Regions from separate parts of the Sus scrofa genome. Here all the other regions are linked to region 3. Evidence: chromatin contacts called from public Hi-C data. All regions are on one chromosome and are shown on one strand. Each heading gives the region's core, a stretch centred on a gene start, on an enhancer-like site or on the middle of the called end of the contact. The rest is flanking DNA. Distances are from core to core; before and after follow the strand shown.

Region 1 (2,700 bases), core at 196-2,695, 1.3 Mb after region 3:
GGGGGGGAGAGGAAAGGGAAAGTGAATCTTCATCATTAAAACAAGAGTAAGAGAAAACCCTCCCCGGTTTTTCCGGTAAGTTTTGTGCAGGAGCAGGAGCAGCAGCAGCAGCAACAACCTCATCAACATGCACATCCTCACCCTTATAAACCTCTAGTCCCCAAATAGAAACTGCTGGTGCCTCTCCATCTTCTAGGGACAGAAACCACCCCCCAACAGGGAGGAGATTTCAGAGGCAAAGGGAGGGGCAAAAACAGGTACCTGGAGCTCCAGCATCCTGGTCTTAGTCCCAGCGACAAGCCTGAAAGTCCCTTCAGGAACGACCCCTAGCTCCGAACATCCCTGGCCTGGGTGCTCCGTGCCAGAGGTGCCCTGAGAGCTCGCGGACCCTGCAGCGCAGTTTTCAGACTTCAAACAACGATGCTCCCCCCACAACACACAGTACCACCAGCAGCACCACCACCGCGCTTTCAAGTCATGGCCCTGGCTTTCTGACCCTTTAGAAGGACCTCTCTGTGGGAGGACAAGTGATGTCTGGTTGCCAAGAAGAGACACGTAGCGGGCTGAGTTGCTGGGAGTGGAACGAGGGTGGTCATGACAGGGACTCTTTAGGAAAAGCCCAAAACGGGGCAACTGAGACCCCAGTATCAAGCACCCTCACTCCCACCCCCACCCCACCCCCACCCTTCGCCCTGAAGGCGACTTCTCCCGGGGCGGGCGGCGTTGGCAGCTTTGTGGCCGGGATAGGGATGAGAGCGAGCCCCCCCTCCCTCTGGCCACCGCAGCCCCTCCAAAGGGACCGCGAGGGTGGGCGCAGCCTTGGAAGGTCAGCGAGGCCAGAGCTCGGAGTTAACCCGGGGCCCTGAGAGTGAGTGTGAAGGGGTGAGGATGAACGTGAACCCGCGCGTGGGCCCGACCGAGCGGCGCCGGGCCAGAGTGTCCGCGGGGGTCAGGGGTACTCCTGCTGCCGAGGAGAGGCAGCGCACCACACCCCTTAGGCGCGAGGGCCGTATGGGGCTATCGGGGCTGCCAGGCTGAGAAACTTAATGCCAAACAAGACTCCCTCACCACCCCCCGCCAGGACGTGACCCCCCCCACCCCGCTCTCAGACCCGCTCCAACGCCTGACACATTCCCCACCGCCTCCCAGACCACCCTGGCCAAACCCCCCACCCGGCCCTGGGAGCCCCGGCGGGTAATTACCTCTCCTGGAGGCGGAGTGGGGGGCGGCAGCAGCAGCAGCAGACACTTTTAGCCTGACTTTCCGGCGTTCGCGGGTGAGCGTGTGCGCGCCTAGCGAGAGCTGTAACCTGCTATTTATAGACCGGAGCCTCAGCACCCGGGCTGGGAACCCGGAGGAAGCGAGCCGGCGGCGCGGCGGCGCAGGGCGCAGGGCGCGAGCGGCTGCTCCCCGAGGCGCCCGCGCCTCCCTCGGGCTCCGGGTTCCCGCCGCGCTCCCCGCTCGCTCCCCGCCCCGCCGCGCGCGCCCCGGAGAAGTTGTCGCCGGCGCGGCCGCCTCTCCCCTGCTCACATGCTCCCCTGGCACAATCGCTACTTTCTCCCCCCGCACCCCCCCCGCCCCTCCAATCCCACCCCTCCCTGCTCCTCTTCCTCTTCTGCTGGTTCCCAGCGGTCTCCTCCCAATGTCACCGGCGCCCGAACAGAGGCAGCGACGGCAGCAAGAGTCGCGCAGCTGGCGCAGCTCGCCTCCCACTACCGATGGAGTGGAGTTGATGTCCCCGCCGCCCAACCTGAAATGACCCCAACAGGCTCACTCTGTGTACCGCCACCCCGCACCCCGACCCTCTGCTGGGCCCCTCTGCCAGCGGGGACGGTCCCTAGCCTGTGCTGCCAGGAGCACCGCTGCGGAGCGGTGGTGAGAGGTGACCCGAGGCCGCCACGCCGCGGCCGGGGCCACGGAAACCACAGGGGTTTTTAAACGGCGAAAGGGGGCGCCCCAGAACCGGGCTCAGTCCGGGAGGGTAGGGAAGCGACGTTCCCCCCGTCCCCGCCCCGTTCCCCGGACTTCTGCCTGCCACCACTCTGGGACCTGTCTCTCTTACTACTCCTCTGCCTGGGCCCGGACTTAGGGCGGAGGAGACCTGGGCAATGGCGAGGCTTCCAGCTCAGCGCAGCCCACCGACCACCCGCCGCAGTCCCCACGTCTCTGCTCGGGGACTGAGGCCGAGCTGTTCCCCACAGGCGTGTGTCACGCCTTTGGCAGCCCCGGCGCGTGGAGACAAATCTACGCTCTGTCTGTTTGGGTGTCAGGAAAACAGGGTACGTAATCGCGCAGTCTGAACCGAGGCTAAAACTCCCTCACTTCCTCGCAAACAAGCCCACGGGCGAAGGCAAGCTGCCTGGCTATTCCGGGTTGCGGGGTGTGGGGCAAATGCCTCTCCCCATCTGCGCCTTACAGGTGCCACCTGGCGGTTCTCGTGGAGAGGTATTGACTGAGCTGCTCAAAGGTAATGGTAAAGCTGGGAATGCCAGCCCCAGTCCAGGCAAGCACCCTCGGTAAGGGCACTTTTAAAAGATAATAAGGCGGAGTGAGAATACCAGTATGCTCAGGTTACATTTGCCACGCAGAGAGACTGGAATCCCAAAGTTAGGATGGTAACATCGATTTGGGTTAAGTCAGGGCTTAATGTTACACCAAGTGGGAAGCTGTAGCTGTCCCCACCTGTCACCCCTGCTGTCA
Region 2 (2,776 bases), core at 170-2,669, 1.7 Mb after region 3:
CCCTCTTGCTTGTTTTTTCTCTCTCAATCCTCCTTATCTCTTTGATTTTTCTACAAAACAAGTATAAATCTCCTCTTTCTTTACAAACACCTTTCTCATCTCTGGCTAGCTTATCTTCAAGGAAGACTTCTCTCATTCTATCTGACCTAGTCCCATCTGGTTATTCTTCCAATTTACCGTGTTTATTTTCCCCAGGGCACAACATTTATCACAATTTGTACTTGTGCTGACCCCTGTTTATCCTCTGCCACCACAGAAATGTCACCTCCATGAGTGCAGGGAACTTTGTCACCACCCAGCACCTATTTTCCTGCTATAATGGTAAACCTTTTCAAACTCAAGAGAAACTTTTGAATGCCAGTACTGTTATTAATAAGCAAGTGCCTGAGGTTAGGTTTTTCCAGAAATGTTCACTCATCTACTATTTTTAGCACTTTTATCTCATTTATTTATATTACCTTCTAAAATTTGTTTGGGGGCTTTGTTTTTCACAAATAAATTTATATTTCTATTACAGGATCGTGTCAAACTCAGGACCAGGTATCATAATTGCAATACACACACGCAAGCAAATAGAGCTAAGACGTCTAGTAAAGTTTCCCTTTTCTGGTTCAACATCCCAAGGGTAGATTTTAAACAAATCCAAAGTCAAGTGGAAGAAACTGGCTACAAGTGGAGGGAGAGTGACTTCAAAATGTCCCAGAGAGAGATTCAACCAAATCTTTGGTCCCAGTAAGAACTCCCATTACTCAGGCAAGGCTGCTCCAAGGTCCAGCCCACAGCGGCCCGAAAGGGTCCCCTTCTGATCTCCTCTCCAGACTGGGTGCCTTAGCGCGATCCCCTGCGCCCTTGTTCTCCTGGTGTCTGACCTTCAACCTCGAGGGCCGGGGCACAGGGGTCGAGGACTCTCAGGGCGCGCGGTCTCCCTCCGGCCGTCAAGTAGAGGCCCCCTCACCCCCCGCCCAAACCCCTGATTAAACAAACCGAACAAACTCCAAACTGACACTCGGCTGAGCCAACATGGCAATCCCCAGACCGAACATTCAAACGTTCCTCACTCCTTCAGCAGACCGAGCCCCGGAGCGCTACTCTCTCCGAGGCCTGGCCGCTATTCCCAGCGAGGACCCCGCGGGGGGCTCCCGGCGCCAATGCAGCCAGGCGGCCAAGGACCCCTCTCCAGCTTCCCGAACTACAGATCCCAGGGTGCCTCTCGGACTCCGGCTCCCTCCCTCTCTCGCTCCCTCCCTCCGTGCGTCTCCTCCTCCCCGGCCCTTGTTGTTTTGGCTGGAAGCGCTCCGGCGGAGTTTCAGAGAAAGTCTAGGCAGAAACCGGAGCCGGCCGAACGTGGGAAGGGGAGGAGGGAAGGGAGGAAGAGGGAGCCGGGAGGCCGAGAGAGGGAGGGATCTGGGCCGGGGGCCGGGCCGCTCGGAACCTACCGCACGCCCCGGGGTGGGGGAGGCGGCGCGGGAGGAGCGCGAGGGGACCGGACGGTGGGCTCGGTCCCCCCCAGTCTAGCCGCGGAGCTCCTCGTCTCTCCGCCTTCTTTCTCCCGCGGCGGCGGCGGCGGCGAGCGCGGACCCACCCTCCGGCTAGACCTGCGCCCTGCCCAGCGACGCCCAGCCGGCGGCTCCCTCCGTGGCTCGGGACCAGCCCCGCGCCCAGTGCCCACGGGACCCTCGCGGCTTCCCCTTTCCTCCCCGCTGCCCGGGCGCCGCGGAGAAGTGACCCACCCTCTCCCGAGGAGGAGGAGGAAGGAGAGGATCGCGCCGGGCGCCCCGAAACCCAGAGCGGGCGAGCCAGAGTGGGCGCCTCCCGGGGGCTTTGTGAGTGTGTGAGTGTGTATGTGTGTGTGCGCGTGCAGCGTCGTGTCTGTCTCGAGAGCGCTTTGGGAGGTCCTGTCCCGAGGGGGCGGAGCGCAGGGGGCCGAGGCTTGGGCTCCGCGCCGGGGCAGAGTCCCGTGGAGCCGAAGCGCGGCGGAGGCGGCCGGCAGAACGGCACGCCTGGCGGCCAGGCGGGCGCACTGAAGGAAGGCCGGGGCGCCCTCGGCCCGGCCGCGGTCCCAGCCCCGAGGTGTCGGCCTCGGCGGCGCAGCCCGATTCTACTCACGTCCAAGGACCTGCCTGCGGGGAAGAAGTTCGGACGCGTTGAGCCTGCGCGCCGCGAAGCCCGTCCGCCCGGTCCACCCCGTCCACCCGAGGTGCGCCGCAGTAGAGCAAGGTCCCCGCCTTTGCGCGACCGCCCGGCGTCGACGGTGTCGGGAGCGCGCCCGGCGCGGAGCCTGAGAAGCGCGCACCATGAGCGGCGGCGAAGTGGTCTGCTCGGGATGGCTCCGCAAGTCCCCCCCGGAGAAAAAGTTGAAGCGTTATGTAAGTAAAACTCCGCCGCTGCTCCCATCCCGGGGCGGCTCGCGCGGGCGTTGCTGCTTCCACTCAGTCCCCATCCCTTGCCCCTGGGCCCCTTCCCCGGCAGGCTTGGGACCCGGGCTGTAAGCTCCCGCCTGGCCTCCGCCTGGCCGGGGATCTTTCCTCCATCCAGATTGCAGACTTCGGCTCATCGGAAGGCCCAGCGTTGCCAGCTGAACGCCCGCTGCGTGTTTTTATTATTTTAGCGGGGGTGAGGGGAGGGCATTCTCTTTTCGTGATTTCTGCATGGAATTCTTAGGGGCTGCTGTGTAGTAAATTTCCCGCACTGGGAAAACCGCCAAGGTGTTGAACTCAGCAGTCTTCTCTTTGGTCCGCGCTCCCTCCCGCCTTCCCCTCGGGGTGGTTGCGGGAAG
Region 3 (2,700 bases), core at 4-2,503:
AGTTATAGCCCCCTCAAATTCAGATATTGGAGTTCTAACCCCCAGTACCTAGGAAGGTGACTATTTGGAAAAAGGCTCTTTAAAGAGGTAGGTAACATTTAGAATGGATGGGCAATGAGATCCTACCGTACAGCACGGGGAACTGGGTCTAGTCTTGGGATAGGCCAGGACGGGGGATGATATGAGGGAAAGAATGTGTATATTCATATAACTGGGTCACTTGGCTGTGCAGCAGAAATTGGCACAACATTGTAAATTAACTATATTTTGATTTAAAAAAAAGGTACCAAAAAGGGGTAACTAAGTTAAAATGAGGTCTTTAGATTGAGCCCTAAGCCAATTGGACTGGTGTCCTTCTAAGAAGAGGATGTTTGGCCATGGGCATGGAGGGAAGACCACGGGGAGACACAGGGTGAGGACAGCTGTCTATAAGCCAAAGAGAGAGTCCTCAGAAGAAACCAGCCTTGCTGACCCCTTAACTTTGAACTTCTAGCTCCCAGAACTGTGAGAAGATAAACTTCTGTTGTTGAAAGCCATCCAGTCTCTGTTTTGGGAGCTCTGACAAACTAATATATCCAGCAAGGAAATATTGTAAAAAAAAAAAAAAAAAAAAAATCTTCATTGAGCCCTGACCTATTGCAATAGAAGATGGTGGACAGGTGATTGACAGCCTATTAAGACCAGTCTGGAAGATGCAGGGTCTCCCTTACCTATTTTTCAATTGGTTTCCCAACTGGACGGTGGTGTTGCTTACAGCAGAGATGGTGTCTAACGTGTCTTCAACCCACCTGCTCTTTGCACACAGTAGGTGCTCATCCATGCCTTTTGAACAGATCAGGCATGAATGGGGGGAGCAGTGGCACCAAGCACTCACAGTGGCTTCATGCGTGGGGAAGCGTGCAGGCTCTGGAGTGAGGTCGTCCCAGGTTGACACCCAGATCAGCCACTTACTGGTCACCTGGCCCTGGGCAGGTTTCCTCATGTCTCTGTGCCTCTGTTTCCCCAGAAGGAAAACAGAGATCATTATCATACCTATCTCCTCAATGTGCTGTGATGGTTAAATGCAAAAATTGTGACTAAATTATTCAAGCACCGCAAAAGCACTTAGAACGGTTCCAGGCACATAAAAGGCACTTATTCAGTCTTTGGCTATTACATGAGTCATTTCAAGAATGTCCAGCAAGTACATGACAAGGGAAGGTCTGTCCTGACTGTTGACATGGAGCAGGACTCTGTTTCCGGGTGATAGTGCTATCAGCTCTCTGGCCCCACTCCAGCTTCTCCCCGCACAAGTAACCAGATCCTCCCCACTCGGGGAGAGGAAGTGGCTTTTATAAAGCAAAAGAGGAACTTCGCAGCCTGCATATTAAAGAGCCAGGTCACTGTCCTCAGCCGGTCTGTGGAGCTCGGCACTGTTGTGTTAGCAGGGTCGCTAAGGCAGGCGGTTCTTGGCAATCATTGGGCAGTGGACTATGTTTAGGTCTGAAGGCTAAATGTTGGGGGGTGGATAGGGTGGAGGAGTCAGAGAACGCCCATACTCACAAGGAAGCGGAGGCTGACATCTCTGCCTTGCTTGACTTCTCTGCAATCCTGGTGTGAGACTAGAGAGTGGCATAGGCCCACATGCAGCAGAAAACTTAGCAGTGGTACCTAAACTCAGACCCTAGTCTTGAGTGCCAAGGGGACCCAAACGAACCGATCAGTTTAATCTGGGGAGAGCTCGTGTGAGAAGGTGAGTTCTCCATGAGGTTTGATGGATGAGAGGGTATAAGTTGGTAGAGAGCAGGAAAAGAGGGAAACCCTTACCCAGTGAGAATCGAGGTTTCAGACTCACGTTTCCATCTAATTCTCTCAATGAGCCTATATGTGGGTAGAAGTAACAGCCTCTATGCCTGGTACATCGTGGCAGGAAATAGGAACTGCGCGCCTTTTCACAAAAGCAAAGGCTGGGCGATGTCATCCTCATCCAACAGATATTTTACTAGTATCTTCTCCTTCATAAAATTTCCCCTTTTGTCTGTTGCTCCACTAGTAAGAAAACGATGGGATAGATTAGGTTTAACTATAACTCTCTGAGTATGTTTTGTAGATGATTCAAAGAAAGGAATCCACCAAGTCCAGACATTTTGAAGCCTAGAGACCTTGAGAGTGGCAACACCTTATGGGATGTGTAACACTTCAGCTGCACGTAACAGAGTTCTCAACTAAAAATGGCTTAAAAAACAATGTGCTTCATATCTCACGTTACAAGAAGTCCAACGGTAGATAGTTCTGAGGTTGGCAAAGCCAAAGTTTAACTCTGATCTCAAGCTCTCAGATGCTTTCTACCTGTCTGCTGTGCCACCTTCAGGGTGTCATCAATGTCTCCTCTCACAGTCACAGACAGCTGCAGAAACTCCAGGTGTCACATGCAAATGCAAGAACAGCGCCTCCAAAAGGGGTGGGGAGGTTGCTTCCCATAAATCTTTTATTTTGTTTTATTTTTTTGGTCTTTTTGCCTTTTGTAGGGCCGCTCCCATGGCATATGGAGGTTCCCAGGCTAGGGGTCTAATGGGAACTGTAGCCACCGGCCTACACCACAGCCATAGCAACGCGGGATCCAAGCCGCGTCTGCAACCTACACCACAGCTCACGGCAACGCCGGATCCTCAACCCACAGAGCAAGGCCAGGGATCGAACCCACAACTTCATGGTTCCTAG

What was found. A called contact is a pair of places that touch in the nucleus more often than the background predicts.
Region 1: a contact with region 3 is called in a Hi-C map of skeletal muscle, with 16 times the contacts expected there. The contact joins the promoter of INPP4B here to the enhancer-like site in region 3. A contact is called at or near these places in 19 of 47 Hi-C or Micro-C datasets (alveolar macrophages, brain, embryonic fibroblasts and 12 more) and 2 of 2 datasets of contacts at active chromatin or transcription factors (alveolar macrophages and skeletal muscle).
Region 2: a contact with region 3 is called in a Hi-C map of skeletal muscle, with 7 times the contacts expected there. The contact joins the promoter of GAB1 here to the enhancer-like site in region 3. A contact is called at or near these places in 1 of 5 promoter capture datasets (liver), 2 of 47 Hi-C or Micro-C datasets (embryonic fibroblasts and skeletal muscle) and 1 of 2 datasets of contacts at active chromatin or transcription factors (skeletal muscle).

Annotation. Positions count from the first base shown.
Region 1 is chr8:84,810,827-84,813,526 of Sscrofa11.1, reverse strand. INPP4B (type II inositol 3,4-bisphosphate 4-phosphatase) reads right to left here and starts at 1,445. Exons shown (of 30, transcript XM_021100673.1): 1 at 1,203-1,445.
Region 2 is chr8:84,390,154-84,392,929 of Sscrofa11.1, reverse strand. GAB1 (GRB2-associated-binding protein 1) reads left to right here and starts at 1,419. Exons shown (of 12, transcript XM_003129177.6): 1 at 1,419-2,366. The coding sequence starts at 2,295.
Region 3 is chr8:86,072,019-86,074,718 of Sscrofa11.1, reverse strand. LOC106504720 (a long non-coding RNA gene) reads left to right here. Exons shown (of 4, transcript XR_001298412.2): 2 at 2,090-2,170. Among named protein-coding and RNA genes, the nearest start is that of RNF150, 15 kb to the left of the region's middle. Within about 2 kb of position 1,253, at least 14 of the 83 cell types and tissues checked have an H3K27ac peak or open chromatin away from gene starts, as enhancers often do. A contact at or near this core is called in alveolar macrophages and skeletal muscle, where this site is marked.